Linked DNA regions of Mus musculus: regions 2, 3, 4, 5, 6 and 7 are each linked to region 1. The links are chromatin contacts, called in public HiChIP or PLAC-seq and promoter capture Hi-C maps. All regions are on one chromosome and are shown on one strand. The core of a region is the stretch at or near the end of the contact, and the rest is flanking DNA. Distances in the headings are between cores, read along the strand shown.

Region 1 (4,127 bases), core at 1,005-3,504:
TATCAGCTGGTCCTAAGCTACCCACCACAGGGGCTAGGAACTGAACTTGGATCCTCTGAAAGAGCAGTAAGTGCTCTTAACAGCTAAGCCATCTCTCCAGACCTGTTTTTTCCCACTTCAAAGTTGTCCAACTCATGTATTCTGCCACAGCAAAGAAAGACTGACTAACAACACATCATGGGCAAAGCTATTGTGGGCGGGCTTATGCAAGCCCAGCTGTCAATCACCTGACAAATTAAACTACAGAAAAACAGAAAAATTGTGCATAGCAAACCAACAGATAAAAACAGTAACCCTTGGCTGTGGGTGAAACCCAGTGGTAGAGCTCTGGCCCAGCATATGAGAGGCCCTGGGTTCAATCCCTGGTACCACAGAGGAAGAAAAAGAAGGGAGGATGAGGAGAAAGAATAACTCCAAAGTCAAAAGATTATAATCCTTGTAATGTCAGCCCTCCAGAGGCTGAGGCAGGAGAATTGCAAGTTCAAGGCTACCGACCAAGCATGGAAGGGGTGGAGGAAGAGAGAGAGGGACAGGGAGATGGTGAGACTGCTGCAGACTCAGTGGTACGGCAGCTCTACAAGCTGGCAGGAAGTGGGAAATATCTGCTTACCCTGAAGGCAGTGAGGTAGATCCCTGTGGTGACAAAATGAGAGGCTCTTAGGTTTGACTGCTTGGTCCCTGATTGGTGGACCTGTTTTTGGGGAGGGCTAGGGGGTGTGGTCTTAGTGAAGGTGAGTCACTGGGCATGGGCTTTGAGGTTTCAAAGGTTTCAATTTGCTTTCTCTGTGTCAGGCTTGTGGGTCAAGATGTAAGCTCTCGGCTATCGCTCCAGCACCATGCCTGCCTGTCTGCTGCCATGCTCCCTGCCATGGTGGAATGAACTCACCCTTTGAAACCGTAAGCTTAATAAACTCTTTCTTCTATAAGTTGCCTTGGTCATGGTGTCTCTTCACAGCAGTAGAAAATAACCAAACAGTCCTCATCTCTGAAGGGCACCTGCCAAGTGTCAGCACCTCGCATCTCTCCCAAGCAGACTACTGTCTTCTAGGCATTAGACCAGGAGACATACACAGAGTGGCTTCAGGGACACCCAAAGGTGTTTCTCACAACACTAAAAGCATTCCAAAATAGGCCTACAGCTACATCTTGGTGATGGTATTATTGGTTGTGTAATTCTCTCTAAATGTTCATAATATTACTTCATAGTGACAAAAACTCAGGCCAGGTGTGATGGCACTTGCCTTTAATCCCAACACTCTGAAGACAGAGGCGAGTGGATCTGTGTAAGTTTGAGGTCAGGCTCATTTATATAACAAGTCTCTAGGGGTTTCTCCTGTCAGATCCCTGGCACTCTCTAATCATTTCCTCTGCCTTATCAGACAGGGTGAGTGCCTAGGGCCGGGGGTGAGCCTGGCTTGTTCCCTGACATGATCAATACAGAATCTCCAGACATGTCTAAAAAGTAAAAGAAAACTAGGGAGATTTCCGACATCACATACAGTGTGCCACAGAGCCAAGAAATTCCACTGTATAATCCTGACCGCGTTGGCGGAAGCTAGTCCTATCCCACCTGTTCCTAAGACCACTGGTGTGAATGTGGAGCAAGGTCACCCTGCATGACTCCTGTTGCTTAGTTCTCCTCAGCCTCAGGGTTCCTATCTTTAAGCACACTCTAAGATCTGGCTAAAGTGGGGAGAGGGGGCATTGTGCATAGACATATAGAAGCGTTCTACAATGTAAAGGGACTTGGGTAGCCCAGAAGGCCCCGCGGTGTCCAGAGCAGGCAAACTAAGCACAATCTTGAGCTGGGTGCAAACTGCAGGCAAGGAAGCACACCTTTGCTGTGTTTGAGGATAGGAAGGGCAACTGTGAGCAGATGCCAGGCACGCGGGGGCCACTGGATCTGGACCAAAAAGAAGGTATGTGCGAGGGTCCGGCCGCCCTCCTTCTCTTCACGGCCACGCCTCTCGCCGTGGCCAACTTGCCGACGCGCGCGACCTCCTGAACCCCTGGGCTGCGCACGCTCTCGGCGCCCGGAGCTGCGCCAGGCCCCGGGTGGGAGGACAAGGAGGGTCCCCGCGCAGGCTCCGAGTCCCGCGGGCGCCGCGGCCGTTTCCAAGCTGCCCCATGCGCTCCTCCCGCGCGCCGTGCGTGTCCGAGCGCGGGCGCTCGCAGTGCAGGTGGGCGCGCTCTCGCGGGCGGGGGTCCGGCCGGGCCGCGCGCCTCCCCCGGAACTCGGCCGTGCCATTCCCATGATGCCCAGCCACCGGGCACGGCTTCCGGAGCGCGGTCGCCGCCGCCGCGGGTAGGTGGCGGGAGAGACGGCCCGGGGTGGGGGGTGGGGGTCGCCCCGCCCCTCGCCGCGCCGGCCCCGCCCTCCTTTCCCGCGCTCCCACGGCGCGCCGGGCCCCTGAGTCCCCGCGGGACTCCGCGGTGGCTGCGGGCGCCCGACCGAGGGAGGGCGGGGCGGGAGTGTCCGTGCTTCCCCGCTCTCCGGGCCCGGCGCCTCCCGGGACGCGGGGCGCAGGGCGGGCAGCTGGGCTGGCTTCGTGGTGCAGGCCGCGGCGTGCAGGGTCCGGATCGGGTTGGTGGCTGAGGCTGGTGTTATCACGGGAGAGGGTCCCGGCCCCCGGGAGGCGCCTCTCGCGGATGCCTGGCGCTTGTTGCGCCCTGCGTTCCTCGAGAGCCAGCGGGCGCCGGGCGGGCCCAGGTGTGGCTCAGGTGAGGGGCGGGCTCCCGGTCACTGAGGCCGGCCTGGCCTTCAAGGCTGCCTTCTCGACCTGCCACGAACAGCTTCGAGACTCCCGGATTCCCTAAGCCTGGGATCCCAGAAAATTACTCGGGGGGGATGGATGGATGGGGGCACAGACCAGCCGGAGGCCCTGCCACTGACTGGAGAAGGGTTGGCATTAACCTGCTGAAGACCAGACTGCGGCTCCCTCTCAGACAGTGAGAAGAGCAGTCAGTACTCAGGCAGCAGGGGGATCTGTCTCCCCTTGCTTCCAGCACTGTGCACAGGGATTGGCAGTCACAACAATTTTTCTGGGGGCCGAATCTTGTCAGCACCTCTGGCTCCTAAGGACCAAATCTTACCCACACCCACTTTAAGTTGGAGTACAGGGCCCTCTACATCATAAGTTAAGTGCAGAGTCCATGCTGGGGGGGGGGGGGCAGAGAGGGGTGATGATTGTACCCACAACCACCCTGGAAACCTGATTCCCAGAGCCTCCAGTTTAAAGCCCCAATTCTGGCTTCAGCTCACATTTCTAACTGTGAAGTTCATGGTTCTCCAGAGTGACAGCTCCCAAGATTGACCAGGTAGCTGGACCAACAACCATTAAGACTGTCAGAGGAGCTCAGTTCTGGGTCCATCGTTATAAGCTGTGAGCAGGTGAGTGGAAATAAACTGATTTATTCCCTCGGCTCTGCACCTGCTGTCATGTTAAGATATTAATGTTACTCACCCCATCCCACCCTGCCCTGCCCCAACGGGGAAAGCACTTTTTGTTGTGTTTACTTTGGTGGGTTGAGACAGCATCAAGTAGCCCAGATACTGTCTTTGAACTAGATAAGGAACCAGTACTAGCCTTGAACTCCTGATCCTCTGGCCTTCACCTGAGATTAAGGCATGCATACCCCACCACACCCTACTCGATTCAGACCCTTCACAGTTAAGCCCTGCAAATGTTACGTGATTTCTATAGTATTGCAGTTTGAACACCACCTACAGCAAAGAAGCGGTAGGTCCTCCAGCCAGTGAAAGCAGTTACTCTTCCCTTTAGTTCCCACTGCCTTGTGCCTGTGGGGAGTCTCAGGAAAGCAAAGTGATTGTTGAGGATGGCCAGGATGTGAGCTCGGGTAGCTGGTAGAGGAAAGCACCCTCCATCCTGCGGCTCTCACTAGAGGGGAGGCAAATCAGCCACAGTTAGTGTAGTTGGTGTCAGGGCAAGTTTTTCCTCAACTTGTCAAGCCTTTCTTTACATTAAGGACATATCATAACAGAAAAAATATTTATAAGCCATGATCAGTTTCTAAATTAGATGTTACTGATGATAATCCTGGTAGTAAATGCTGGTTTATTTATTTGTTTATTTATTTAGACAGTTTGGTCTCACTAGAGACCCCTG
Region 2 (4,014 bases), core at 2-2,501, 710 kb before region 1:
AGCAAGGCATCAAGGCCTCTGATTGTCCTGATTTACGGGGAGGATCTCGCACTGTGGGAACTGCAGTGACTTTGTAAGCGTGTGTTTCATGATGGCTATAGCCAGGCAGATGGGGAACGGGGCTGTGGGGAGCGTGCAGTGCATGAGAGCAGGTCTGCTCTGGATAGCTCATCTGAGTGGGCTTGGGAGGACAGGGTGAGGTAGGAGTGGAAGACAGGGTGCCTGAGAGATAGGTGGGGACCCAGGTGCAGTAGTGATGGGGTGGAACTGAAATAAATGCTAAGGATATGAAAGGGGAAATGGGATGGCCCCCACCCAGGGAGTCTTCGGGCTCCAGCGAGGGCTGCCCAGTCCTGGGTCTCCTGAAAGATGGGTCAGAAGTACCCAGGACGATGGGGCTGTGGTTCGTGGGGGATGCTGAGGAAGGAAAGAATAGAAACTGTCCTGGTCCGTCAGCTCAAATCTGGGAAGGGCAAAGAAATCGTCTTCCAAGTCACGGGTTCCCACGTTGCCTACTGTGGAGCTCTCGGGGCCAGGGTGGGGGTGGGGGCCGGCTCGGTGCTACAGATCAACCTCTGCTCTGCCCTGACATCAGGTTTCACGGGCCCCAAGCTGTTTATTCTGCCCAGAGCCAAGACCTCCAGAAACCTGCAGGGTTAGGCTTCCCATACAGTGAGTGGAGTGGAGGGATGTACAGTCTTGCCAGCAAAAGCCGGCTGTCTCCCTGCCGCCCGTCTCCCTGCCGCCCCAGGATTCCTACATAGGGCCTTCAGCCAGTGAACACCACAGGGACTGCTGCTCTCTTCTGCAGTGAGATGGCCTGCCTGCCGCTAAGACCTTCCACGTCCTGACAACCCCCTCTGACACACTCAGAGTTGGTTCTCTGTGTGGATCTCCAGGCTCCCCAGCAGCCCCCCTAAAGCTAACCGGGATGAGGTATCCTTGCTGAACCTCACAGTCTGTGTCACAGTGCCGGCCAGCTAGGGCTGCAGAATCTGCTCTTTTCCTGCCCCGTGAGAAAGGGGTGGGGGATGGGGCAGGAGGCCCTGAGGAAGGCGGGGAGGTTCCCCTTGCAGGGGGGCAGCAGGGGCTATACAAGGCCAGTGCGGACTGTACAGCTGGCTTTCTGCCGTTGTCAGGGGTTTTCAGAAGTGGGGGGACTACCCAGCCGGGCTCTGACGCCCTGGCAGATAGGCAGGCTGAGGGAAGCGCCTCTGGGCCCTGTGCTTACTGCAGAGCTAGGCTGGAGGCTGCGGAACCAAAACTGCTGTGTCATTGCGACGCTGCAGCTGTTGCCTGGGTGACAGGGTGAGTTTCCCACGCTTGCCCCTGGCGGCCAGCGGGCAGGGAGAGGCGAGGGGTGTGCTGAGGCCAAGATAGCCACATGGGCCCTATGGCTTGATGTCTGGGGTGTCCACTTGCTTTCCTCTCCTGTTCTGCCCCCAGATACCACTGTCATGCAGGGTGGTGGGGATATGTGTGACTCTGGAGGAGTCCAGCCTGATTGCAGCCCTGAACCTGGGCCTCTTGTCCTCACCCGGGTGGTGGGGGAGTGCCGAGTGCCCGGGCTCTCATGTGTCCAGGGCCCATGGCACATTGTTAAATGGCAGCTGTAGCTCCTTGGTGGGTGGTGGGGAGTAAGTGAGCCTCTTGTATGGTGCCGAGAGTGCTGGGATCACTGAGATGTAAGGACTTTGGTACCCTGCAGTGGCCTGGCTCTCATGAGGGGGTACTCTGAGGATGGTCCTGTTAGCTTGTAGCTGTTCTGGCCTGAGTGAGGCTCTGTAGAGGGGAGTTTTTCCTTGTAGGAGACCCCGCTCTCATTAGTGCCCATCCCCAGCCTGCCAGGGCTAACCTACCCCACTCCTCCTCTTGCAGCTCAATTCACCCATGAACCCTGTGAGCAGCACTGAGGATATCAAGCCGCCACTAGGCCTCAATGGCGTCCTCAAGGTTCCTGCCCATCCCTCAGGAAATATGGCCTCCTTCACCAAGCACATCTGTGCTATCTGTGGGGACCGCTCCTCAGGTAGGAATGCCTGGTGGGCAGGGGCACAATACCTGGGCACAGCTCACTGAGTCTCCCTAGCTTTTTCCATTGGGTTGGGTACAGAGAAGCAAGAGCCCAGGGTAGCCCCTTGTGCCTGATAGAATAAGGGGTGGGTTGGGAGCTCCAGGGGTCTCATTTTGTCCTCAAGTGAGGTGGACATTAGGATGGGAAGGGTGGTCTAGAGGTATGCCAAGAGAAGATGTAGGCATGGATGGCTGAGGTGCAGTGTCTGCTGGCCTCCACTCTGGGCCAAGCCTGAGCCGAGAATAGTGCCCATCCTCTTCCAGGGCACAATAGCTCAGGCACAGAGAGCACAAGACCACCATTGTTGGGGATGCTGTGCTCAGGGCTGCTGACCCATAGCGCCAATCTGTAGTAGCGGTGGACCTGTTCTCTGATGAACAGGGAGGATCAGAGTCCAGCCTGAGCCCAGACAAGGACTCTAAAACCTGGATACAGAGCCCTGGTCTGCAGCATGACACGTGGGTGAGAGAGGGCCTTGTCATTAAGTTCACCCATCCTCTACCCCCACCCTGCAGGCAAACACTATGGGGTATACAGTTGTGAGGGCTGCAAGGGCTTCTTCAAGAGGACAGTACGCAAAGACCTGACCTACACCTGCCGAGACAACAAGGACTGCCTGATCGACAAGAGACAGCGGAACCGGTGTCAGTACTGCCGCTACCAGAAGTGCCTGGCCATGGGCATGAAGCGGGAAGGTAGGCTTTGAACACCCTCCTGCCTGGCATGCTCTTCTCATCAGGGGGCCTCCATTGTCCCTTCCTCAGCATTCTTTATGTGGGGGGCATTTGCATACAGAGTCCAGGCCTGCAGTTTGCAGTTTGCCAGACTCTGGTAGAGCCTGGCAGGTTTCTCTGTGTGCCTCCTGCTCAGCAGAGCCCCTGGCCTATGCTGTTAAGACAGCTGTCTGGATAGCTTGCCTTCACGCCAGCCCTTCCCCAACCAGACTCTCCCTGTTCTGCTGTGTGGCTAGGTTTTAGGATTTTAGAACAGACAAGATAGACCAGGTCTGTCCCACTGGCAGCATGGCTCCTAGGACAAGACTCTTGAGGTATGGCTGGGGTGAGCCAGCAGTGTTGGAGACAGATGAGGCTTGGAGAGCAAGCACCGGGCCAGAAGCACAGCAGAGGAGGCTGGAAGCAGAAGTGGGGGCGAGGAAGGTGGGAAGAGAGGCTTGGTACCTACATGATCTCTGCCTGCCTAGGGAGGAGATGGCAAGGGAGGCTCATGAGATAAGGTACATTTGGGTTGGAGTGGGGGAAGGGGCCCCTAGAGACCACCAAGTATCTCCCAGAGCCTGCTGAATTCAGGTGAGGGTCATCTTGGGCTTCCCTTCTTCTCAAGGCCACTTGCAGTTTCATCCCTGGCAGGGTTACCTGTTAGCCTACAGGTCCTCTGAGGAGCAGGATTCTGAGCCTGTTTTATCAGCAAGATGTATATGTATGAGGTCGGGAGGCTAGGTGACAAGTCCAGGTGACTCCCCAGAGGTCCCAGATGTCAAGCTGTATAGCTAGACCTCCTGAGCTACTCTGTGTCCTCCTGGTCCTCCATGTGGGACAGTAGTTCTCTGGTTTGGTGTGTGTGTGTGTATCTGTCTGTCTGTCTGTCTGGGTGTATGTATCTGTCTGTATGTTTGTATATCTGTCTATATGGGTGCCTGGGTGAGATTCCTTCATCAGTCTTAGGCCTGGGCCTCACAGGGCTGGGCACTCTCTGAGGCAGGCTCTATACCACGCTGTCCCCAGCACTGCCCCTCCAGCTTCCTCTGTCTGGGTTGTGCATAGGAACCAATGCCTACTGTGTGTCCTTCTACCTTCCCATCAGCTCTTCAGTCGCCTTTGTTCAGGGACTCCTGAGTAGGGTCAGTGCTAGAGTTTTCTTTTCTCTTCACAGTGACCCCTTCTTTTGGTACAATACCTCTATAAGAGGTTTCCATGGCCTTT
Region 3 (3,935 bases), core at 1,362-3,861, 690 kb before region 1:
CCTCTGGTCTCAGATTCCCAGAATGCACTGGGGGAGTGGAGGACCCCATCTTCCACAGGACTGTGAGGTCACATTGATGCTCACTTCCTGTGGACTTGGCCAGGCCCAGAGCTTTCAGTCATTCTCGGTCCGTCCTGGGCTTCACGCGTCCAGTGGATCCTCCTCGGTGGGGCTCTGGTGAGGATGTGTCTAATGTGGACTTTGGCACCTGCCTTTTCCTGCAGGGTGCTAACAGAGCTGGTGTCTAAGATGCGTGACATGCAGATGGACAAGACGGAGCTGGGCTGCCTGCGAGCCATTGTCCTGTTCAACCCTGGTACGGTCCTCCTGCCTCCCACCTGGCCAAGAGCATGCGAGTCTTCCCAGCTGCTCTGCGCCATGCTTTGACCTTCAGGGCCCAGTGTCCACATTACAACAGACACCAATCTCCTGCCTCCACTTGTCTGGAGATGTAATGGAGAGGCTCAAGTGGCACTCTATGCGGCCAGAGTAGGCACTTGACATTAGTGCTCTCCAGCTGAGCCTCGTGGGCTCTGCTGTCCACAGTGGTCTAGTGTTAGAGTGAGCTCCCAGGATGGGGTTGGTGGTCAGTTGGTCAGTCCATCTTGTTAGGTGTCCTGAGGGTAGCTAACTTGTCTCAGGCCTTGGCTTCAAGGATATTTGGGGACAGGGCAGAGCAGCCTCTTGAGGACAGCAAATCTTTTTGGTAGCTCTGGAGCTGCAGTGTTCAGGGCCTCCAAGCTGTTGCTGTCACAGAGGCCGAGACTGTCTTCTGTGTGGGAGGCTGTGGTGTGAAGAGTGGCCCAGGCCTGTGCTCACAGCACTGGGTTGGTGGCAGATGCCACTGGTGGCCAGTCCACATGGTGATGGGAGCACACAACTGAGAGCGTGGAATTCTTCCTGGGGAGAAATTCAGGGATTCAAGAGATGGCTGTGGGCTTGTGGGTGGCTCTGACTAGGCTCCAGGAAGCCGCGGAGGCTGGAGCACTCGCTGCCGCAGGGTATGCATGGGCTTCTGTATTTGAAAGTCCATCCTTGTCTGCCAGGGGAGGGGTTGAATATGGGTTGGAAGCTTGGCTGACGGGGCTCACCAGCCCTGCACATGGTGAGTAGAAAATATGGGGGGACAGGGATATAGGCTTCTACCCCAGATAGCTCATTCCTGAGCCAACCTGATAGTTTCTCAGGTTAGGTCTGAGTGGTCTGGCTGGAGGCATGGTGAACCAGGGAGGCCTCAGCTGGGGCTCCGAGGGATAGGGAGGGACTGTCAGGGACTAGATCAGTTGAAGGTGTCTTGTGTATTCTAAAGAGCTCCCAGACCCCAAAGTGCCCTCAGCATTCTTACTGGTACACTGTGCCCTGATGGTGTTAATGACTATGGCTGTGGTTTTTCTCTAGCCTGTATTGTGGCCAGTGTTTAGGCGCTGAGGAGGGGTCTCCTGGCTCATGGTATGGGGAGATCCTCAGGGAAGGGCTTACAGCTTTCTTCCTGTCATTGGGACCAGGCCCAAGGGCAGTGAGAGGATTGGTTATCTCTCATGACCACCTGGAGAAAGATGGGGAAACTAAGTCCCTGAATGACAAGGTACTGGTTTAAGGTCACTTGACTTTCAAGTGGCCGAATGGAGACATAATATGACTCTAGAACACCCATCCTCCTGGTCTGGGAGCTATGGGTCTGCAGGGCAGCCATATCTAGTTGTGTAGCATGCACACTCTCTGCTATGCTTGCATGTGGATAGGAGATAGTCTGGGGGCTCTGACCTGAGGCTATTTTTCTCTACAGACTCTAAGGGGCTCTCAAACCCTGCTGAGGTGGAGGCGTTGAGGGAGAAGGTGTATGCGTCACTAGAAGCGTACTGCAAACACAAGTACCCTGAGCAGCCGGGCAGGTGAGCCCCGCCTCCATCTTGGACAGCCCCCTGCCTCTACCCTTGGGCTCAGCCACACATCTCCAAAGCCCTCTGTATGCCACAAAACAATGGTGTCCTCCTTAAACCAGCCTGGGGTGCTTTTCAGGCTTTGAGCAGGAGCTAGGCAGCCCTTGGACTCATGAGCTCTGAGGACTACCCACTTCCCCCTATACCCAGTTGAGATAATTGATCCATTTCTTAGTGCACAGTAGGTCCTTGCTATTTACGAGTATGAAGCCTTATGTTCTTCACCTGTTACGTGACCTGGAAATGCCAGCACAGCGTAGGTGCTGTACAGTTGTGCATAATACGTGGCTGAGACTGGAGAACACATTCTTTCTGCTGGCCTAAGGAAGACTGGCATCTAGTCATGTTCAGTGCTGGGTGCACAGTCTAGTGTTAGGCACACAGTAGGTGTCCAGGAGAAATGGTGTTTTCCAAGGATTCAGTTCTGCTTCTTCTTGCAGTCTCCCAGTGTGCAGGCTAGGTGTGAGTGGAATAGTGGAAGACCGGGGAGATGGGCACACTAACCAATCTCGTTGCCTGGCACACACATGGTTAACTGTCCACACTGCTGTTTAGCCCTCATCTGGTTTGGTTTAAAGTGAAACTTCCCGGAGGAGGACAGGAGGGTGGCAGCGGCTTGTTTTTCCTGGCTTCCTGCCTTAGCCCATCTCGCCAGCTCAGCAGAAAACAGCCTGTTCTCTGGCACCTCTCCAGCCTCCAAGCTACGCTTGTGCCTTTAAACTGAGGACTGCGGGGCAGCCAGCCACAAGGCTTCCTCCCTGGAAATGAAAGACATTGTTAATAATTAATGAGGCCCAGAGCCCCCTCCAGTATATAGGGAGGCCCTGAGCAGACACAGAGGTCACACGTGGGACCCCAGGTCCTGTCCCCACACCACACTGTCCTCTCTTGTCTGTCCACCTTCCATGAGTTCTCAGATTCCTTTCCCATGCCTATCGGTCTTTTGCCCAGGAAACATTCCAGGGGTAAAGGAACCCAAAGGCCTCTGCGGTCCTCTCCAGGGAGGTGCTCCTGCTGAAGCAGGGGATCTCCCAGCTCACTGCTGGCTCCACTGTCAGTCACCCCGAGTACCATGCGTGTGACTGACTACCAGTCAGGCTGCCCACAGAGCTTCCTGGTGCCTCTTCCTAGGACATGCCCCACTGCCTCTAGCGAGACAGCCGCTCTTGCAGAGGCCTCTCCGATGCACAAAACATGTTCATGCTCTTACCTGCCGAAATTTCTATCAAGGCTCCCCGTTGCCCGTGGAGCAAGCCCACACTCGTAACTGCTCTCCCAACCCCTGCCAGGCCTGTCCTGGCCGACAGTAGTCAAGCATTGGCTCTTCCTTTCATTTTAGGATCTTGATGCAACTCAGCCTGCTGCACCCCTGCCGCACCCCCACTCCACCCCTGCCACTCCTCTGCCCCTTGTGCTCTTTTGTCTCCAAGGAGCCTCCTTTCTCTAGTCCCCACTTCTTCCTGGAGCATCAGTTTAGGCAGTTTCCTCTGCAGACCAGGTTCTGGTCCCAGGCACTGGGCTTGGCTGGTCTCCGGGGAAGTTACAAGTCACCAGGTAGAGCAGGGAGCACTCCGAGGGGAGCATTCCCTGCCTCCTGGCCTGTCCTTACTCTCTCCTGTCCTGCAGGTTTGCCAAGCTGCTGCTCCGCCTGCCTGCACTGCGTTCCATCGGGCTCAAGTGCCTGGAGCACCTGTTCTTCTTCAAGCTCATCGGGGACACGCCCATCGACACCTTCCTCATGGAGATGCTGGAGGCACCACATCAAGCCACCTAGGCCCCCGCCGCCGTGTGCCGGTCCCGTGCCCTGCCTGGACACAGCTGCTCAGCTCCAGCCCTGCCCCTGCCCTTTCTGATGGCCCGTGTGGATCTTTGGGGTGCAGTGTCCTTATGGGCCCAAAAGATGCATCACCATCCTCGCCATCTTTACTCATGCTTGCCTTTGGCCCAGGGCCATAGCAGAGCTGGTGTGACACCTGGCCAGCTCCTGCCCTACAT
Region 4 (4,271 bases), core at 227-2,726, 750 kb before region 1:
CCTCTCTGCACTTTGGTTCTGGTGGCTATCGGAGCCAGCGTCCAGCTGGGCTGACAGTGGTTTTGGATGGACTTGGCTTGGCTGGCACTGCCAGGGCCTGCATGTTATCTGCATGTATGTGACCAGGCCCCTGAGCCTATCAGTGTAAACAGTTTTCTCTTCACTATCTCAGGGTCATTGCCTCTAAGCCCACCTTGCTGGGCTTTGTGCAGACATGTGTAGCCTTGAGGTGTAAAGGACCAGCTATGGAGAGGTGTTAGCACCGGTGGACCCTGAGCTCTCAGTACTTTGCTTGGGAAATTAGCATGCTAGAAACCTGATTGCTATAGGTAGGACTTAACATATGAAACTCAGACAGACAAGTATCAAGATGGGCCGGGAGACCTGGTGGGTGTCACTGGGGCATGTAGTCCCTCTGGGCTGAAGTCTTCTACTTGCACAGAGCAGATATTGTTGGGGAGCACGGAAAGACCTGAGCTAAGAGTGGGACGGTAGCATGGGGTATGGGACAAATATGTCGTGGTAGCTGAGCAGGCCAGTTTTGAGCTGCTACCCATGTGGGTTCTCCATCTTCCTGACCACCTGACCCCATCATCCTAACTCGGTATCTTACCAACATGGGGAGTCTGGAGAGGGCAGTGATCCATGCCTCAGGGAAACGCAATCCTTTTGTGGCCCCTGAATATTTCATCAGCAGATTAAAAATTGAAGCTATGCAGTCCCTCTCTCCTCTGGGAGGGTGGGGGAGGGGCTTGCACTCTGTCTCAGGCGGGTTTGCGTATTTTTCTTGGTAATGGAGCCGTGTCAATTAGAAAATGACATTGCTGTTTAAAATGTCGTTCTGGGGCCCTCTTTAATTAAGGCCAAGATGGAATAACCAATCTGTTGCCGTGAATGAAATTTTAAACATCAGAATGAGAGGTGGTGACGTGGAATGGGTTTTGTCACAGAGTGGGTGCAAAGCCATGGGTGATGGATGGAGGCTGTGGCCTGGTGCAGGCTGCACTAGTTGTGTGTGTGTGTGTGTGTGTGTGTGTGTGTGTGTGTGTGTCTGCCTGTCTGCCTGTCTGTAAGGAAGAGTGTTGTTGAGACTGATACTAATAAGTCCAGTGGGGAGGGCAAACTGGCTCTGGCTCTTAGGAGCTTAAATTTGATAGGTGTGTGGAAAACCCTGGGGGACGGTGTGTAGGGGGTGGCAGAGAAGGCCAGGGAGGGATTAGTCTCTAGGTAGCTTTTTAGAATCTGAAGGATAAGATTGGGAAAGGGCTGCATTGGGGCCCTGGGTGCCTGTAAGGCACTGTGATGGGAGGGTCATAGGTTTTAATTTAACTCTCGTGAGCAGGGGCTCCACTCCAGGCCCCCAGATGGCGGCACAGGACCTGGCTGGATTGCCTTGTCTTCCTTGCCTAGCCCCTGTCCAGCAGCAGGCAGAGTGGCCACTTGCCAAGGCAGCAGGCCGTGTGAGGGGAAGTGTCTGGGCCTCCCGGCCTCCTGCTGCTCTGTGCTCAGAGCTGGCCAATGCTTGTTTTGCTTTGGCGGGGCCAAGCTCACCCTGGCTGCATCCTGCAGCTCCCAGGACGTGGGCTTGACTCTGGAGTCAGCTTCCCTGGTGATACAGTAAGCAGCTGCCAGGACTGACAGAGAGGGAGAGTGTGAGGGCTAGGCCCCACAGCATACAATGTGGCTTTGGCTTTGTGGCTGCCGGCTGGCCCTGTTTGTACCCATACTCCTGTGTGGTCAGCTGGGAACTCGGAAGCCTGCCTCCCTTCGGGGACATGAAGGACTCTCATCCCTTCTCTGGGTTGGATCAGCCAGCTTTGCAGACCTTGGCTCTTCCTTCCACCTTGCTTGGCAGGAGGAGGTCCGTCCCTCAGTCGTACTTTCCCCTTGGGGACACTCAGCCCTTCTCCTGAGGCCTGCTCTGAATGGCGGGCCAATGGCTCCTGGAGTACAGGTGGAGGACAAGCAGCTTAGATCTTCTATGTGTCTGGAGAGTTGGGGCACAGGGTTCTCATGTGACTGGGAGAGGTGGCTGGGGTTTCTGGCCTGAAGAAAAAGACAGTATTTAAGTTTTATGAGAACAGACACAGCATTGAACAGCGTGGCTGGGGAGGATATGTGTTGATCTTCTTAAATAGATGTGAAGGGCTGCTGGGTCCTGCTCAGCAATCTTCCCAAAGTAGAATTTGAATTTCTGATGGTTTTTGATTGTGTGAGTCCTCTGGGCAAGTGAGGTGGAGAGAGGAGACTCTGGTGGCTTGGGCTGTGTGTGCATGTGTGTGCTGCATCACTGTGTATGGCAAACTGCCTCGTGTGGCCCAGTCACAAGTGCTCCTCACTCCAACCCTTAGTTGCTTCTAAGAGGTGCTTGGTACCCCTGTGTCCATGTGGGCCACTCAGAACATTCTCAATGTGGTAGTCTGTGCATAGCTCCCTTTCTTGAGGTAGGGAAGATGATACTAAGACTCGTTTGTACCGTTTACTCTCCTCCAGGATAGGAGGACTAAAATGTTTCAGCATAGGGCTACCAGGCATCTGGCATGGGGGTGGAGTTGGGGGCCCAGTGGTGCCTTTGAGATGTGGTTCATTGTTGGGTCTGAGGCTACACCTATGTGGGATCCAGGAGACTCAAGACAGCTCAGAACACCTATATAAGTCTCCCTGGGAACAATTATGGAAAATGACCTGGAGATGCTGTGAATTGGGGCTGGGGCATGTGAGGGGTGCTGCTGTGGAGAGCTATGGACCAGGATGCCTGTTCACTGGGCTCAACACTGATTGTGGAAGGCTACATTGATGATATTTGCTGTAGAAGAGCTATGCAGGCTGCAATCTCTTTTGGCAGATATCCTGGGGCCTTCCACTTCAGGGATGGCAGCTCTCTTTCTCCATCATGTTTGTAGTTCTTGTTGATGCCACGTCACAGGCCATTATGCTATTGAGCAGTTCAGCGGTGTTGAGTGACCATGCCCCCAAGGGCCGTGGCATAGCTTGTCTGGCTAAGTAGCTCTTTCTGCTTTCTCTGTCTTCAGCATTATTTAAGGTGCTTTGGGTTTCTTGCACCCAGGCCATTGTCCAGTCTATATGGACAGTAGTATTGGGACAGGGCCTGGCACTAGGCCATTCTCTCTTTTGGGTGCCCCTGCTGTGCTGAGCTCAGCGGGGAGCTCACCTTCTCTGTTGCTGCTCATAGGCCCAAGTCTGGGACAGACTTTCCCTCACAATCGTCAGACCACAGCTATCATCAGGGGGGTGTGCATAGCTTTTTCCTGGATAGAGAACCCCTTGGCTTCCATCCCAAGGTGGATGTGGGGGACAGAGGAGCTAAGAGGCTACCAGCAACTTCTGTTGGCATTAAGGGTCCTGCCTTGGAATTCTGCAATTCAAAGAGCTCTGCTCTAGTTCCCAGGGCTGAGATAATAGACAGACTTTGAGATTTGTAGCAGAGGTTAGCCCCTGTAACCCTGCAGGCAGGAGCCCAACATCCCTGTGCATCTCGTGGGCACCATCTGGGTACAGAGAGCAGGGTATGCTGGAAGGCAGGAGGACAGGGCCTGTGTTGTGAGAGATTTCCCTCTGTCTCTATTTTTCTCCCACAGGTCCCTAGCCACCTAGGGAGATGCAAGCCCAAGTGTATAGAGTCTGTTATGGACCCTGCATCTGCCAGTATTGCCCTGTGGGCCATGGCTATGTTGGAGCATCCTTTTTGTGTGAGAACTCACCCACTGGCTGGCCTCCCATAGTAGAACTGAGTTCTAGCTGTCTCCCTGTCAGTCACTCATAGCAGGTCAGGGAGGTATGGGGCAGATCCCTGGCCATTCCCAGCCCCATGTTCCTGGCCTGCTGTGCCCTCTTGAGAGCTGGGAGGTGAATGACTTACAGCCATATGCTGCTCACTCGGAGACTGCCTAGCCTGGCCTTGCTGCTGCTCTTTTGTTCAGTTTTTTTTTCTCCTTTGTGCTCCACTTTGTAAAACTGAGGTGGGAAGGGAAAGGCTTGCCTATGTCCAGAATACAGGGGCAGCCGGGACCAAATGGATGACACTGTGGTTGCCCAAAGATTTCTGAGGCCTAGAACTGTGGAACTGTGGGACCCTGCTAAGGGAGGGGAAGTCCTCTCCCAAAGTATTCCCCTAGTCTAGCAGGGCTGGAGAGTCAGGTAGCCTGCCCTCCTCATTGTGCAACCCGCAGCTGGCCTGGGGAGCTCCTCCCAGCCTAGGCTCACCCTGCCCTGGAGTCTGCGTTCTTTGGAAACCATCCTGGCACCACCTT
Region 5 (4,260 bases), core at 1,447-3,946, 930 kb before region 1:
TATCCCAGTTATAAACACTGCCTGGTTCCTCTTAGCTTTTATGTATGCATTTCTCTGTTTTGTGCAGTCTTTTTTTTTTTTTTTTTTTTTTTTTTCTGAGACCGGATTTCTCTGTGTAGCCCTGGTTGTCCTGGAACTCACTCTAGTAGACCAGTAGACCAGCCCAGCTGCATTGGGTAACCTCAGTGTACCTTTGATGACCTTAATGTATCGCCTAACTTCCTTGTTTTCTTCTGTAATATAAGTCTGGTGCTCACTTTGAGAAATTACATTTAGATACAGCACTCTCTGTCAGTGTCTGTCACTTTTCGCCGACTCCTAGCTCACCTGAATACTGGGACCTTGATTCTCCTGAGGGTTGAGGGGCTGACTGAATCCAATCATCCCCCCCCCCCCCGGCACCAAGTGCTGGGAAAAGGCATGTGCTACCACCACACAGCAAAGGAAAACTTTTAACTGAGGCTGGCTTACACGTTCAGAGGTTTAGGTCATTATTGTCATGACAGCATCATGGCAGCATGTAGGCTGACTTAATACTGGCAAAGGACCTGAGAGTTCTGCATCTTGATACTTAGGCAACAGGTCTTGCCGTAACTGTGAGCCACTGAGCCTGGCTTGAGCATTTGAAACCTCAAGGCCCACTTCCTAAGTGACATACTTCCTCCAACAAAGCCAAACCTGATAGTGCCACGCCCTGTGGACTTGTCATTTTTATTCAAACCACCACAGTCCAGAACTCTCTGGGTAGTCAAGGATGACCTTGAATATACCAGCTTGAGGGCTGGGAGACACATAAGCACAATACTCCCACTTTGTGTGACACTGGGACTTGAACACAGAGTTTTGTGGATGCTAGGCTAGCATTCTACCACCTGGGTTATGTCCCCATCTTATCATAGGGTGCTTTCTTTCTTTTTTTTTTTTCTTGGTTTTTTGAGACAGGGTTTCTCTGTATAGCCCTGGCTGTCCTGGAACTCACTTTGTAGACCAGGCTGGCCTCGAACTCAGAAATCCGCCTGCCTCTGCTTCCCGAGTGCTGGGATTAAAGGCGTGCGCCACTACGCCCGGCCCTACATAACTGTGTTTTTAAAGATATCAAAATTCTTACTACAGATCCAGTGTGAGTAAAAGTTGGAAATCTGGGGCTTCTGGGTCAGGACCCCTTATCCTTTGAGCCTTCCATGCTGGTCTTGAAGTTCTAATATTTCTGCCTCTAACTATCTAATACTTGTGCTGTTGCACTTGGTTTATGAGTGTTGGGGATTGGCTCCAGGGCTTCTTGCATGCTATGCATACACTTTACCTGGATTTTCAGCAATTCCTTTGGCTGGAATTTTGAAAAGGCCACATCTTAGGTAGAGCCGGGATGAGGATGGAGGTGGACAGGTTTGAATGTTATCTGAGAGGTGGGTGGCAGAGGATTAGGTTTGGTTTCCAGTCCGGTTAGCTAGGCAGATACGGAGATGTTATTCTTACCATCCCATGCTCCACTCCATCCAGGGCTCCTGGCATAGGTCTGTTAGACACACAGATTCGTCTGAACTGTTTCTGTGCCTTTAGCAGGAGATTCCAGGCCAATGTCAGTCTTCTCACACTCTTGTAGCTATGGCAACCACACACTCTCCATTCTCAAGCTTCAGTTGCTTAGTCCCTCCCTCTGCACAGGTTCCCCACGCGTTATATTTGATATTCCCAGACTGGAAGATGAGGCTGCACAGGTCATAGCCACCTCCAAGAGTCTAAGACCATGTGAGTTAGACAGTGAAGTGAGAGGTGCAGACCTGGCTCCAGGTTCTCCTTCTGTCCCTGTGTCCTCCTCTCTGGGTGTTTTCCCCGTTAGTGACAGGAGTAGAGGTGGTCCAACAGGAAAGAGGGCTGTCAAAACTTTGCTAACTGCAGGCCGGCCAGCCTGCTAGGGGCTGTCTTGTGAAAATGAGATAAAGCCTTTAAAATGGAGCTCCAGAGCCACACAGGAGCCAGATTGTAGTGGATGCTGTGGCTGCCTGGAATGTGAACTGCCTGAGCCTACATTCAGGTGCAACTGCATCGTTCCAGATGCATGCATAGCTGGAGGACTTGGAGCCCCTGTGTTAGGGACACTTGCCTTTCCTGTCCACATTCTTTCTTGTTTGTCTTCTAAGTCAGGTAGCTCCTCTCTTGTCAGCGTGCAGGCTTCCTTCTCTACAGTAGTGCCCTGCCTTCCCTGGACACTACTGTAGATCTCTCCCTGCAGCGGTAGCTCCTAAGACCTTTTTCGGAGTGTGTCTGTGTGGGGTGGTGGTGGTGGTACAGCGTAGCCTCCTTATGGCCCTGTAGAAGAGAGGCAAGTATGTTCAATTTGAGCTGTGGTTTGCAGCGGCAGGAAGCCCCCCGCCTTGCGGTAGGCTGGGGAGGCCGCAGGAGCTCCGGACTTCCGGACCTCGTGGACATCCACCAGTGGCACCAAGAGGTTTCCCAACAGTCCTGGGCAGGCACGGGCCAGCACAGGCAAATTGTAACTGTTAGCTTGGCTACACAGCCTAGAATAACAGGAGAGGCACCTAAGCACGTTCTCACCCATCTTTAATTCTAGAGTGCTCCAGTCTGCAGTTACCGAACACCAGTAGCGGTCAAATAGGAAGCGAGAACCACAGACGGCCCCTTTAAGGCGCTCCGCCTCCTCTAGTTTTTCTGACCCTCGTCGCCGCCCGTTGTCCCGCCCCTCGCGCACGCGCAATCCCTCCCGCCTCCCGCGCCGCTGCCGCCTAGTCCAGCAGATCGTCTGCTCTCGCGCGTAGGGCTAGCCGACGCGACGCCAGAGCGCCCGGCCCCGCCGCCGCGGCCCCGGCAGGTAAGCGAGAAACCCGGTCCCGCGGGCGCGAGGCGAGCGGCGGCCACGAGGGCCCTCGGGCTCCGGGCTCCACAGCGCCGCACGTGTTCCGAGGGCCTCGGGCCGGGCCGGACGCCGCATTTGCGGCCGCGCCCCGACCCCGCCGCCCCTTGTGGCCGCCACGGCCCGCTACTTCCACTGCGGCCCCTGCTACGCCCCTAGACCCTTAGTCCTGCGAGCTTCTCGAGACTCACACCTCAGACTGGCGTCACTGGGAGTGGAATTCTCTGTCTCATCGGGGACACCCAGCCAGCGTCGCGCAGGTTTCCTTGGCCACTTGGCGCCTCTCGTGCTGCGGGCACAACCCTCATTTGTGTCCTAGCGCAAGTTTCTACCTGACTAGGGCTGACCGGTCAAGGGTTTCTGAACATTGTCCGGGACAGCCGGGCAGTTGAGCGCACAGTGGTGTGAAGCCAAGGCTACTAGTACCTAGGTATCTAGGAGCCCAGAGAGGATGGGTTGGAGTTCTTTGTTGGGTTACCTACTGCACTCACCTGAGTGACTGAACCATTCTGTCTTCCCATACTTGTGTACTAGGGTGGAAACCAGGAGTCTACATTTGACTGGAGGGAGACTGATGGCTGCTGCCCTTCCATAGTCAGGCTCACTCTAGTGTAAAGCCCCGGCTGCGGCTGCCGGTTACCTACCTCCTTTGTGGGCAGTGGAGGCCAGCTCCAAACCACCTGCTGAGGATCCTGCTTAACCCAGCTTCCTCCCAGACCTGCCCTCCCCAAGTCCTGCTTTCCTGAGTGCTCTGTCTTGGACTCTACCCTGTGGAATTGGAAAGTGGTGGTCTCCTTTGAGCCGGTTTCAGGTTGATGCTAGCCTCACATTTAACTGCTTTGAATTCCTGAGCCTCCTGAATGCTGTGAGGCAGATTGGCTAATGTTGATATTCTTTCTTTCTTTCTTTCTTTCTTTCTTTCTTTCTTCCCCGTTTTTGTTTTTGTTTTTTGGTTGGTTGTTTGGGGCCCACATCCTTAGAGCTCTTCATCCTTAGAGCTGGAATTAAAGTGGGTGGTGCTACAACTAGTGTCTTCAGATGTTAATATTTGTCTTCCTGAAAGACCCAGCTTATTAACGATGTGATGGGCAGGGCTGGGTGGTGGTGTGCTTGTTGGCAAGGTCATCCACCTGCTGTTAGGTGAATCTCTTTATATGCTAAAAGAAGCTTAGTTCCTAGAGACTTCCCACACTGGAGATAGATCTGCCCTACACTGTTGGCCTTTCATTTCACTGGAGTAGGGAGATGAGATGCTGGTTGAAAGAGACTTTCTAGCCCTTTTCATTACTTAAGTCTCAGCTCCTGTTGCTACCTGTATGGTCCACAAAAGTGGTTGCTATGGGAACTCATGGCCATAGTTGCATTAAGAATAAGCACCAGGTCAGGCC
Region 6 (3,715 bases), core at 314-2,813, 970 kb before region 1:
TCTATTTGCGAATGAGAGGCCACACTCAGGGCCACTCAAAAAAGGTCACTGGGGCTTGGGGCTTGATCCTTGGAGTCCTTCCTTTCCTGGACCCTGGAAAGCCTGTGAGAAACTCACTTCAAGCAGCACAGCAGAGATCTCAGATCTCTTCAGGGGCACCCCCACCCCCAGTAATGCACACCACTAAGAAAGTGCAAAACAAAAGGGGGGGGGGATGGACGACACAACAACCAGCTTGTCCTCATGGGTTAAGGGGGACAGGACCTGAGCCCTTCAATTCCTTCACTCATTTCTCTTCCTGCACCCAGTCCCATGTTAGCCACTGAAGAACACAAGAATGACCTCAGAGACACAAACTTATACAGTTAAGAAGTTTAAGGTAGAGAAACAACAGCTGTGCACTTATTTCTGGCAGAAAGCTCTTAATCAAAATTGCAAAGGGCAGAGCCTTAAAATTGAGCCCTAAAGTATGAACTCACAAAAGGTATGCCCCGGCTCCCAGTGAGCCCCCTTCCCGCTCCTTACCGCCCCCCCCCCGCCGCCCCAGGGCAAGAAGACTGTTTATGGCTTCCTCGTTAGCCCTGCCCCCGTCGCAGCAACTGGTGGAGAGAACTTCCCCAAGCCGCCAGGATTTTTCACCGGGAATCCTCAAGAACCTTACATACGAGAGGCTTTGGGGTGCGCATTCCTCACCCAACTAGCTTGCGTGTTATACACGAAGTAAGAAAAAGACGTGCACCCCACCCCTTCCACCTCAATCCGAATCGACCTCGCCCGGATTAAGTACTCGTTTAGGCTGATTTCAAAACATGAACTGGGTTTCCTCCTGGCCTGGCTGCAATAATCCAGTAACTCGTAAGCGCGCAAAGTCGTCTCCCGGGCCATAACTCTGCAAATGCAGCCGCCGCCCCCCAAGCCACGCCGCGGCTGCCCCACTTGCAAGGCTCCAGCGGTGTCCAGGCCCAGCCTGGCCTGCCCTGCGACGATCCGCCCTAAGTGGCGCCGGAGCGACCCTGGGCACACCGCGCGCACCTTCCCGCGCCGCGCATCCTCCAGGCAGTCCCCTTCGGAAGATGGCGGGCAGAGGAAAAGGGGAAAGGAAAAAAAAATCCCTTCCGTGAGGGAGGGCTGGCGCAGAGAGCGCGGGCTGTGCCAAGTCCAGGCTGGGCGCTCCGACCAAGGCGACGCCTCCCAGTCCGGCCCGAGGCGACCGGCAAGCCGCGGGCGCACAGCGCAAGGCGGAGGGCAGCGGAGCCCGCGCAGTCGCTGCGACCCCGGGCAGGCGGCCGCCCCGCTTTGTTGCATCGCGGCCGCGCACAAAGGCGGCGGCCCCGGGCTCCGGGCTTCGAGACGCGCGGGAGGCCTGCACCATGCGTTCCGGGCCGTGTTCTCTCAGCCAAGTCCGCCGCCGCCACCGCCACCGCCGCCGCCGCCCAGAGTGTACAAGGAAACGAGAAAAAGGCGTACTTGGCCTAGGCGGCTCCAGCGCCGTCTGCTCCCGGCCCGCGCGGCCGGCTCCTCTTTGGCTCGCCGGCCCCGGCAGCATAATAGACGCGCCGGAGCTGTACAGGGCTCATGCGCTACGCCGCGGCGCCTGGCGGGAGTCGTAGTCCGCGCCCGGGCTCGCGCCAGGGCCGCCCAGGGGAGGCCGAGGCGCACGGACTACATGTCCCGGCCCCGCCGGCGCCACGCCGTGCCCCGCCCCGCGCGCCCCCGGCCGCCCGCCCGGCCGCCCTGGCCGCCAGCGGGCCCGGCCTAGGGGCGCGTGGGGGCGGGGCTGGGAGGTTGCCCGCCAGGACCCGAGGCGACGCTGGAACCTTGGCCCGCCCGCGCGCCTTCACTTTAGCGTTCTCAGCCACACGCAGGGAATAAGAACTGGTGGGCGGATTTCCAGAAGCCTAGGAAAACGTGGGAAAGGCGGGAACGCAGTTAGCACCCTGGGGTCACTACCCGGGTACCCCGAGGCCTCCCTCAAACCCCGAATGCTCACAAGCAGGGAGGCGCGCACCGGCCCCAGCCCATGTTTGTAAACAAACCGCGCGCCTAATTAGCCTGGCGAGGGCGCGCGCAGGGCGGTCCTTGCCAGGGAGGAGTCGCGATCAATCCCGCCCCAAAATCCTGGGGCGGGTTGAAGACCTGGGGACTCCGTAAGAGACCTGGCTGGTGGTGCCGGAAAAAGGCGGATTCTCCAAAGCTAGACACCAGTAAGGGATGCTTCAGGCTGTGCCAGCCAACTTTCCCTCTCTGGAGTCTCAGTGTGTCCCCATGTGCCTATGGAAAGACAGGAATGAGATTAAGTCCCGCCCTTTTTCTGCGTTTTGAAAGGGTTAGGACGGGGTCACACTTCAGATCTTGGTTTTGGTGAAAATTACAATGGTGCCTACGTTAGTCAGTTTTTATCCAGTTGTAATTTAAGGTGGGTGTGTGATAGACCCCAACAAAAACGTTACAAACAAAACAAGTTTTTCCATCAGTGCCCGCTGAACCTGCCTGCCAATGCAGGGTTCCAATTCTGCTGTGAGCTGGACCTATTCCAAGATCCTGGTGTCACTGAGTTTATTTCTGGCTGAGCGGGCACTTTGCTGCATGCAAGAAATGCACAGGTGGTTATGGTATTAAATACCAGACACACACACACACACACACACACACACACACGTACACACACACATACACACACATACACAACGAATATGTTCTGTACCTGAAAATGAAAAAGGCTCAAGAAGGCAAAGTGACATCCTTGGTCTCAGAGGTCCCAAGCTCCAAGCCCAGGGTCCTTGGAAGAGATTTGAGGACAAGCTGGAGCCTCTCCAGGCTCTTCTTGTCTCCTCTTTGGTCTACAGCATGGGTGCTTCTCACACCCTGGGGCGAGGTGGCCACTGCAAGGAAGCCCTGCTGTTTAGTCGCAGACTGAACACAGGGTAGGAGAGCAAGACCTGGGAGGCTCTAAGTTAGAGTCCTTAAACTCTTGAACCCAGGCTCCCCAGCAAAGCCATGACTGGGAGCTTGCAGAACTGCAGTCACCTTGCAGGTTCTATTATCATTCCTGCCATCTGGGTCTCACCTTTCTGGACACACTGAGCACTCTGGCTACTAGGACAAGGGACTTGCCAGTTAACTTTTTAAACAAAACCCAGAAAACTCTGTGTGTGTGTGTGAGTGTGTGTGTAACTATGTATGTGTGTGTGTAACTATGTACATGTGTGTAACTATGTGTTTGTAACAGTGTGTGTAACTGTGTGTGTGACTGTGCATGTGTGCGTAACTGTGTATGTGTGTAACTATGTGTGTGTAACTGTGTATGTGTATATAACTGTGTGTGTAACAGTGTATGTGTGTGTAACTGTAACTGTGTATAACTGTGTACATGTGCGTAACTATGTGTGTGTAACTGTGTGTAATTAGGTGTGTGTATAACTGTGTATGTGTATGTAACTGTGTGTGTAACTGTGTATTGTGTAACTGTGTGTGTAACAGTGTATGTGTGTGTAACTATGTATAACTATGTGTGTAACTGTGTATGTGTGTGTAACAGTGCATGTGTGTGTAACAGTGTATGTGTGTGTAACTATGTATAACTGTGTGTGTGTGTAACTGTGTATGTGTATGTAACTGTATGTGTACCTGTGTATGTAACTTTGTGTGTCTAACTGTATGTGTGTAACTGTATGTGTGTCTAACTATGTGTGTAACTGTATGTGTGTGTGTGTAA
Region 7 (4,117 bases), core at 1,278-3,777, 770 kb before region 1:
GTCACTTCATGCCAGTCCTTCTACCTGGGTGTGTCATCCTGACTCAAAGGGACAAACATGTCCTTTCTTCATGGCACAGCTCAAGGACCAGCCATGAGGAAGTCACCAGAGTCCATGGCTGCCTGGGCCTTGCCTCCCTGTCCCTGTTGATGGTGCTTTAGCTCGGCCTGCACTGCTTTATCCTGATCCAAGGCTTCTGCAGTCATAATTAGCCACTCTTGCCTATGAGTCTTCCCTATCTTGTGACAAAATATCTACTTTCTGGCAAGCCTCATCCTGGCTGAACAGTCTCTATATTGCCTGGTTAGTCATTTCAAAGACCCAGTATGGAGGATGGGATTGTCTGCACTTTCCAGGTCAGGGAACTGAGGGCAAGAGCAGAGTGGCCTGGCTTGGCCACCAAAGAGTTGCAAGGCAGAGCTGGGGTGTGCCCTTGCCCTGCCCATCTTAACCACACCTTCTGTGAGAACCCAGGGTCAAGTCTTCAATAGAGCCTGCTGATATTTGTTGGTAGAACGAATGGCCCACAATACTGGGGGACAGAGATCATTGAAGTTTCTCTATCCACCCCCACAGACCTTTCCTGATCCTTTCTGTTCTGAAACTTAGCGTGAGCAGGCTGTCTGCAGCCCAGATTTCACTGGCCAGGGTAGAAAGTTGGTACTTTATTGTTGGTCACCACGTGTTGCCCTGGCGAGGATGGCCCAGGAGTTTGAAGAACAGGTCTTAGCTCTCTACTGTGATAACACGTCCCTAAGGTAAAGCTTATAGTCTCTTTCTGCTCTCTGGCCTTGCTGTTGACACAGGGAGTTAGTTCTACCCCCTCACAGCCTGCCATAAGAGTCTCAAAATGGCCCTGTCAAGGAAGGAATCTGGGGGTTTTCTCCCTGGCCAGTGGGTCCAATGGAGCTGTGCTACCTGATGCAGGCACTACCAGAAGCACCCCAAGTTGTGTGCCACACTAAGGGAACTCCCAGGTGATGACCTGGGAAAGGAGGCCTGGTTTGTAGTGCAACCCAAGGCATTAGCAACCCCATTTTGTTTCCCAGCCCACATAGGAGGACCAGACATGGCCTTTCTCTAAGACAGGTCTATAGCTTTTCTGGTAGGCTGCTAAAAGACATCTTTAAGATAGAGTCCCACAACTATTGCTTTTTTTGTTGTTTTTGTTTTTTGTTTTTTTTCTGAGACAGGGTTTCTCTGTATAGCCCTGGCTGTCCTGGAACTCACTTTGTAGACCAGCTGACCTCAAACTCAGAAATCCGCCTGCCTCTGCCTCCCGAGTGCTGATATTAAAGGCGTGTGCCACCAAGTTCGGCCAACTATTGCTTTTTACAGAGAAAAAGTGCAGTCCTGGAGGACGGTGGTAGTGGGCCCACGCAGAGCTTTCTTTTTTGTCTTGAGGGGAGGTGTTCTCTTTGGGCAGCACCTACTCTGTGCAGCCTGTGGACTTTGGTAAACCCCTCTGCCAGGGCCTCCACGCTGGATTTTGGTCTGGCAGGCACCAGCTGGGAGTGGAGGGAGGCGGGACTGCCGGTTGCCTGGCTTGGCGCAGGGGGAACTCTGCGCTTAGGGAGGCTGGCTTGGCTCCGCTCAGGTAGCTCACACCCAAATCCGAATTCCAGCTGCCCAAGTCGGCGGGCGGGTTGCGGAGGAGGCCCAGGCTCTCCCTGGGTAGGAGTGCTTCCTTTCGTTTTTAAACAAACAAATCATGAATTTAAGTCAGGGCAGAGAGCTAACCAAGGTATAAAAATAGCCTGGGGCCACGGGTGATGTCCGAAGCCGGCAGTAGCGCCCTTCAAGCCCCGCGCCTCTGAGGAGGGTGAGAGCCGTCGTGTTAACGTGGGTACCCCGAGCAGCACCCCAGCCCCCCTCTGCCTGTCTGGCCTGCGGTCAGACACCAGGGTCCTTTTTGGGCCTCTCGCGTGTTAGGTGAAGGGGACTGGGACGTCCAAAGGGCAGCATCTCCCTGCCCAGCTGCTTGCCTCTGGCTCACGGCCCTTCACCGGCCTCAGTTTCCCCATGTGTCCACCGGGATGCGCAGGGCCTCGGCTCTTCTGCAGGGAGCCTTGCAGGACCAGGGTCCTCGCGCGGCCACGGCCGGCCTCTTTGTGTGTCCGCGCAGACAATGGCCCGGCCGCGGGGCTCTCCTCCCGGCCCGGCTCTCCTCCTCCTCCTCCACCACCACCGCGGGCCGCCGGGTTTTTGGGCAGCCGGGAAGGGAAGGCTGCTTTACCCCACCGCCCCGCCCTCCTCCCACGCCGCCGCCCCACGGCTCCTGGGAACCCTTGGCAGATGCAAACTTGCAAGTTTGCAGGGCGCTCACAACTCGGGGCCGGGCTGCGAGCGCGGGGTGGCCGTGGTGGTGGCGGCGGCGGCGGCAGCGGCGGGCGGGGCGCGCACCGGTTGCGGGCGGGGCGAGTGGCGGCGACGGCGCTGCGCCGAGTCCGCGCCCGTCGCGGGCCCCCCGCCGCTCCCCCCCCACCCCCCCGCCCCGCTGCAGGCCGGGCCGGAGCGGGTCGCGGGCGCGCGGCGGAGGCGCGGGCGGCGGGTGCGCGCGCGGGGCGCGCGCAGGCACAAGTAGTTTACATTGTTGGGCGACTTTTGCAACAACTCGCCGCGCCGCGGCCTCCGCGCGCCGCCGCCGCCGCTGCCGCCGCCGGCTCCCCGCCGCCCGGGCCCCGGGCGGGCCGCGCCGGGGGCCGCCGCGCTGCCGCCCTGCTGCTCCGCCGCCGGCTGGGCATGAGTTAGTCGCAGACATGGACACCAAACATTTCCTGCCGCTCGGTGAGTGCTGGCCGCGGCGGCGCGGGCGAGGGAGGGGGCCGGGGCTGGCGGGGCGGGGGCGCGTGCGCAGCGCGCGCTGGGGGTCCGGCCGGGCCCATTGGCCCCGAGCCGTGGCGGTACCGAGAGTTAGCGCGCCGGGCCCGGGGAGGCGAGTGGGCACAGGGCAACTTTTCCCGGGCCCAGGCGCGCGGCGGGAGAGGGCGAGGACGCCGGGCCTCTGACTTGCCGAGGAGCGGGAGTGGGCGGCGGGCTGGCGCGAGCGCAGGTTCGCTCGGGACGTGGAGAGGGACCCTCACGCTGCGCCTCGCGCTTCCGCGGACCCCCGGGGCGCCCAGCTCTAGCTATCCGGGAACCGAGCCACGCCGGAGGAGCAACTTCTGAGCTCGCTGGAGGGCTCCGGGCCTCCCTGGCATTGGGATGGGGACGACGCGCTGGGCTCCGGGAGGCCACTGCTCTTCCCGGCTCGTCGGGCTGTGGCTTGGAGAAGGCCGCTGGCCCCTGGCTGTCTCTTTGCCCAGGATAGAGTCTGCGATCTTGCCGTTCCCCGACAGCAGACCAAACCTAGGTGGGCACGGTCACTCTGGGTCTCTGATTAAACCCAGGACTGGGGCCCCACACTCTGGCACCCCTAGTTTTCAGTATTTAGGGGAGACAACCCATCGGCAGAAGGATCATTTTCTTGTCCTGCAACCCTCCCGCCAGCAGCACCCAGCCCCAAACAGCCTGCCAACTCCCGGAGTAGAACCAAGCAGGGTCAGAGCCCCCCACTCATTACTCTCCCTGGGGTTTGGGAGCCAGAGGGAAGCAGGGTAGGGAGACTTATAAATGAGCTCCGGGAAAGATATTAATTTGGTGGTGAGGACAGCAGCCAGGCTGTCAGGCTGGTGAAGAATTTGTGCTGATTGGAAATCAGGACAGCAGATTATGGACGAAGCTCCACGATGATCATTGCCTCTTTGCCTCCCACCCCCTATGAGGTTTGGGATGCATTTTGGCTACCCTGAGGGGTGATCAGAACCCAGCATGGTTGCCAGGACTTTTGGTGATTTGGGGAGGTGGTACCTCCTTAACCTCCAGCCTTCTCACAAACAGGTCTGCTGCAAAGTGACTGGGGTTGTGTTACAAGTGTGTCACAGCTTCAGACTCTCCATCCTTATGAGTAGTGATAGAGACAGTGGGAGCACACCTGAGCTTGGGGGTCTAGCTCCCCGGCTATAAACTCCTGTCCCTGTTGCAGTTGAGAAACTGACTGGGGAAGGCTTCACTTCGAGGCTACAAATGGTGGATTTGGCATTGTAACCCCCTGCCAAAGTCAGCCGACAAGAAAGCT

What was found. Promoter capture Hi-C pulls out the DNA fragments that hold promoters and counts their contacts. HiChIP or PLAC-seq counts read pairs in DNA pulled down with a chosen protein or histone mark. Capture Hi-C pulls out chosen DNA fragments and counts their contacts.
Region 2: a contact with region 1 is called in a promoter capture Hi-C map of embryonic stem cells, with 2.8 times the contacts expected there. The contact joins the enhancer-like site here to the promoter of Ppp1r26 in region 1. A contact is called at or near these places in 1 of 39 promoter capture datasets (embryonic stem cells), 7 of 115 datasets of contacts at active chromatin or transcription factors (VIP interneurons, embryonic basal ganglia, embryonic forebrain and 3 more) and 2 of 9 other capture datasets (embryonic stem cells and pancreatic islet).
Region 3: an H3K4me3 HiChIP or PLAC-seq map of forebrain shows a contact between it and region 1, with 6 times the contacts expected there. The contact joins the enhancer-like site here to the promoter of Ppp1r26 in region 1. A contact is called at or near these places in 6 of 39 promoter capture datasets (the 3T3-L1 cell line, the C10 cell line, HPC-7-derived erythroid cells and 3 more), 1 of 484 Hi-C or Micro-C datasets (bone marrow-derived macrophages), 11 of 115 datasets of contacts at active chromatin or transcription factors (embryonic basal ganglia, embryonic forebrain, embryonic hindbrain and 7 more) and 3 of 9 other capture datasets (embryonic stem cells, liver and pancreatic islet).
Region 4: an HNF4G HiChIP or PLAC-seq map of pancreatic cancer cells shows a contact between it and region 1. The contact joins the enhancer-like site here to the promoter of Ppp1r26 in region 1. A contact is called at or near these places in 2 of 39 promoter capture datasets (embryonic stem cells and hippocampal neurons), 2 of 484 Hi-C or Micro-C datasets (the AML12 cell line and cortical neurons), 1 of 115 datasets of contacts at active chromatin or transcription factors (pancreatic cancer cells) and 2 of 9 other capture datasets (adipose tissue and liver).
Region 5: a promoter capture Hi-C map of embryonic stem cells shows a contact between it and region 1, with 2.8 times the contacts expected there. The contact joins the promoter of Wdr5 here to the promoter of Ppp1r26 in region 1. A contact is called at or near these places in 8 of 39 promoter capture datasets (the C10 cell line, embryonic stem cells, frontonasal cranial neural crest and 3 more), 6 of 115 datasets of contacts at active chromatin or transcription factors (bone marrow-derived macrophages, embryonic forebrain, embryonic stem cells and 2 more) and 1 of 9 other capture datasets (embryonic stem cells).
Region 6: an H3K27ac HiChIP or PLAC-seq map of embryonic stem cells shows a contact between it and region 1, with 8 times the contacts expected there. The contact joins the promoter of Brd3 here to the promoter of Ppp1r26 in region 1. A contact is called at or near these places in 1 of 39 promoter capture datasets (embryonic stem cells), 4 of 115 datasets of contacts at active chromatin or transcription factors (embryonic forebrain, embryonic hindbrain, embryonic stem cells and 1 more) and 1 of 9 other capture datasets (embryonic stem cells).
Region 7: a contact with region 1 is called in a promoter capture Hi-C map of pancreatic islet. The contact joins the promoter of Rxra here to the promoter of Ppp1r26 in region 1. A contact is called at or near these places in 3 of 39 promoter capture datasets (embryonic stem cells, hematopoietic stem and progenitor cells and pre-B cells), 3 of 484 Hi-C or Micro-C datasets (the AML12 cell line, cortical neurons and embryonic stem cells), 3 of 115 datasets of contacts at active chromatin or transcription factors (embryonic hindbrain, forebrain and pancreatic cancer cells) and 3 of 9 other capture datasets (adipose tissue, liver and pancreatic islet).

The regions. Positions count from the first base shown.
Region 1 is chr2:28,444,592-28,448,718 of GRCm38.p6, forward strand. It overlaps Ppp1r26 (protein phosphatase 1, regulatory subunit 26), which reads left to right and starts at 2,255. Exons shown (of 4, transcript NM_001005420.2): 1 at 2,255-2,305; 2 at 3,294-3,391; 3 at 4,101-4,127.
Region 2 is chr2:27,739,175-27,743,188 of GRCm38.p6, forward strand. Rxra (retinoid X receptor alpha) reads left to right here. Exons shown (of 10, transcript NM_011305.3): 3 at 1,879-2,029; 4 at 2,590-2,769. Among named protein-coding and RNA genes, the nearest start is that of Rxra, 64 kb to the left of the region's middle. Within about 2 kb of position 1,252, at least 214 of the 459 cell types and tissues checked have an H3K27ac peak or open chromatin away from gene starts, as enhancers often do. A contact at or near this core is called in VIP interneurons, embryonic basal ganglia, embryonic stem cells and 3 more, where this site is marked.
Region 3 is chr2:27,755,975-27,759,909 of GRCm38.p6, forward strand. It overlaps Rxra (retinoid X receptor alpha), which reads left to right. Exons shown (of 10, transcript NM_011305.3): 8 at 225-316; 9 at 1,787-1,892; 10 at 3,567-3,935. The coding sequence ends at 3,714. Among named protein-coding and RNA genes, the nearest start is that of Gm39777, 80 kb to the right of the region's middle. Within about 2 kb of position 2,612, at least 193 of the 459 cell types and tissues checked have an H3K27ac peak or open chromatin away from gene starts, as enhancers often do. A contact at or near this core is called in bone marrow-derived macrophages, embryonic limb bud, forebrain and 3 more, where this site is marked.
Region 4 is chr2:27,698,260-27,702,530 of GRCm38.p6, forward strand. The region is part of intron 1 of Rxra (retinoid X receptor alpha); the gene reads left to right. Among named protein-coding and RNA genes, the nearest start is that of Rxra, 23 kb to the left of the region's middle. Within about 2 kb of position 1,477, at least 118 of the 459 cell types and tissues checked have an H3K27ac peak or open chromatin away from gene starts, as enhancers often do. A contact at or near this core is called in adipose tissue, hippocampal neurons and pancreatic cancer cells, where this site is marked.
Region 5 is chr2:27,512,451-27,516,710 of GRCm38.p6, forward strand. It overlaps Wdr5 (WD repeat domain 5), which reads left to right and starts at 2,697. Exons shown (of 14, transcript NM_080848.2): 1 at 2,697-2,830.
Region 6 is chr2:27,474,110-27,477,824 of GRCm38.p6, forward strand. Brd3 (bromodomain containing 3) reads right to left here and starts at 1,564. Exons shown (of 12, transcript NM_001113573.1): 1 at 1,468-1,564.
Region 7 is chr2:27,674,674-27,678,790 of GRCm38.p6, forward strand. It overlaps Rxra (retinoid X receptor alpha), which reads left to right and starts at 2,528. Exons shown (of 10, transcript NM_011305.3): 1 at 2,528-2,787. The coding sequence starts at 2,760.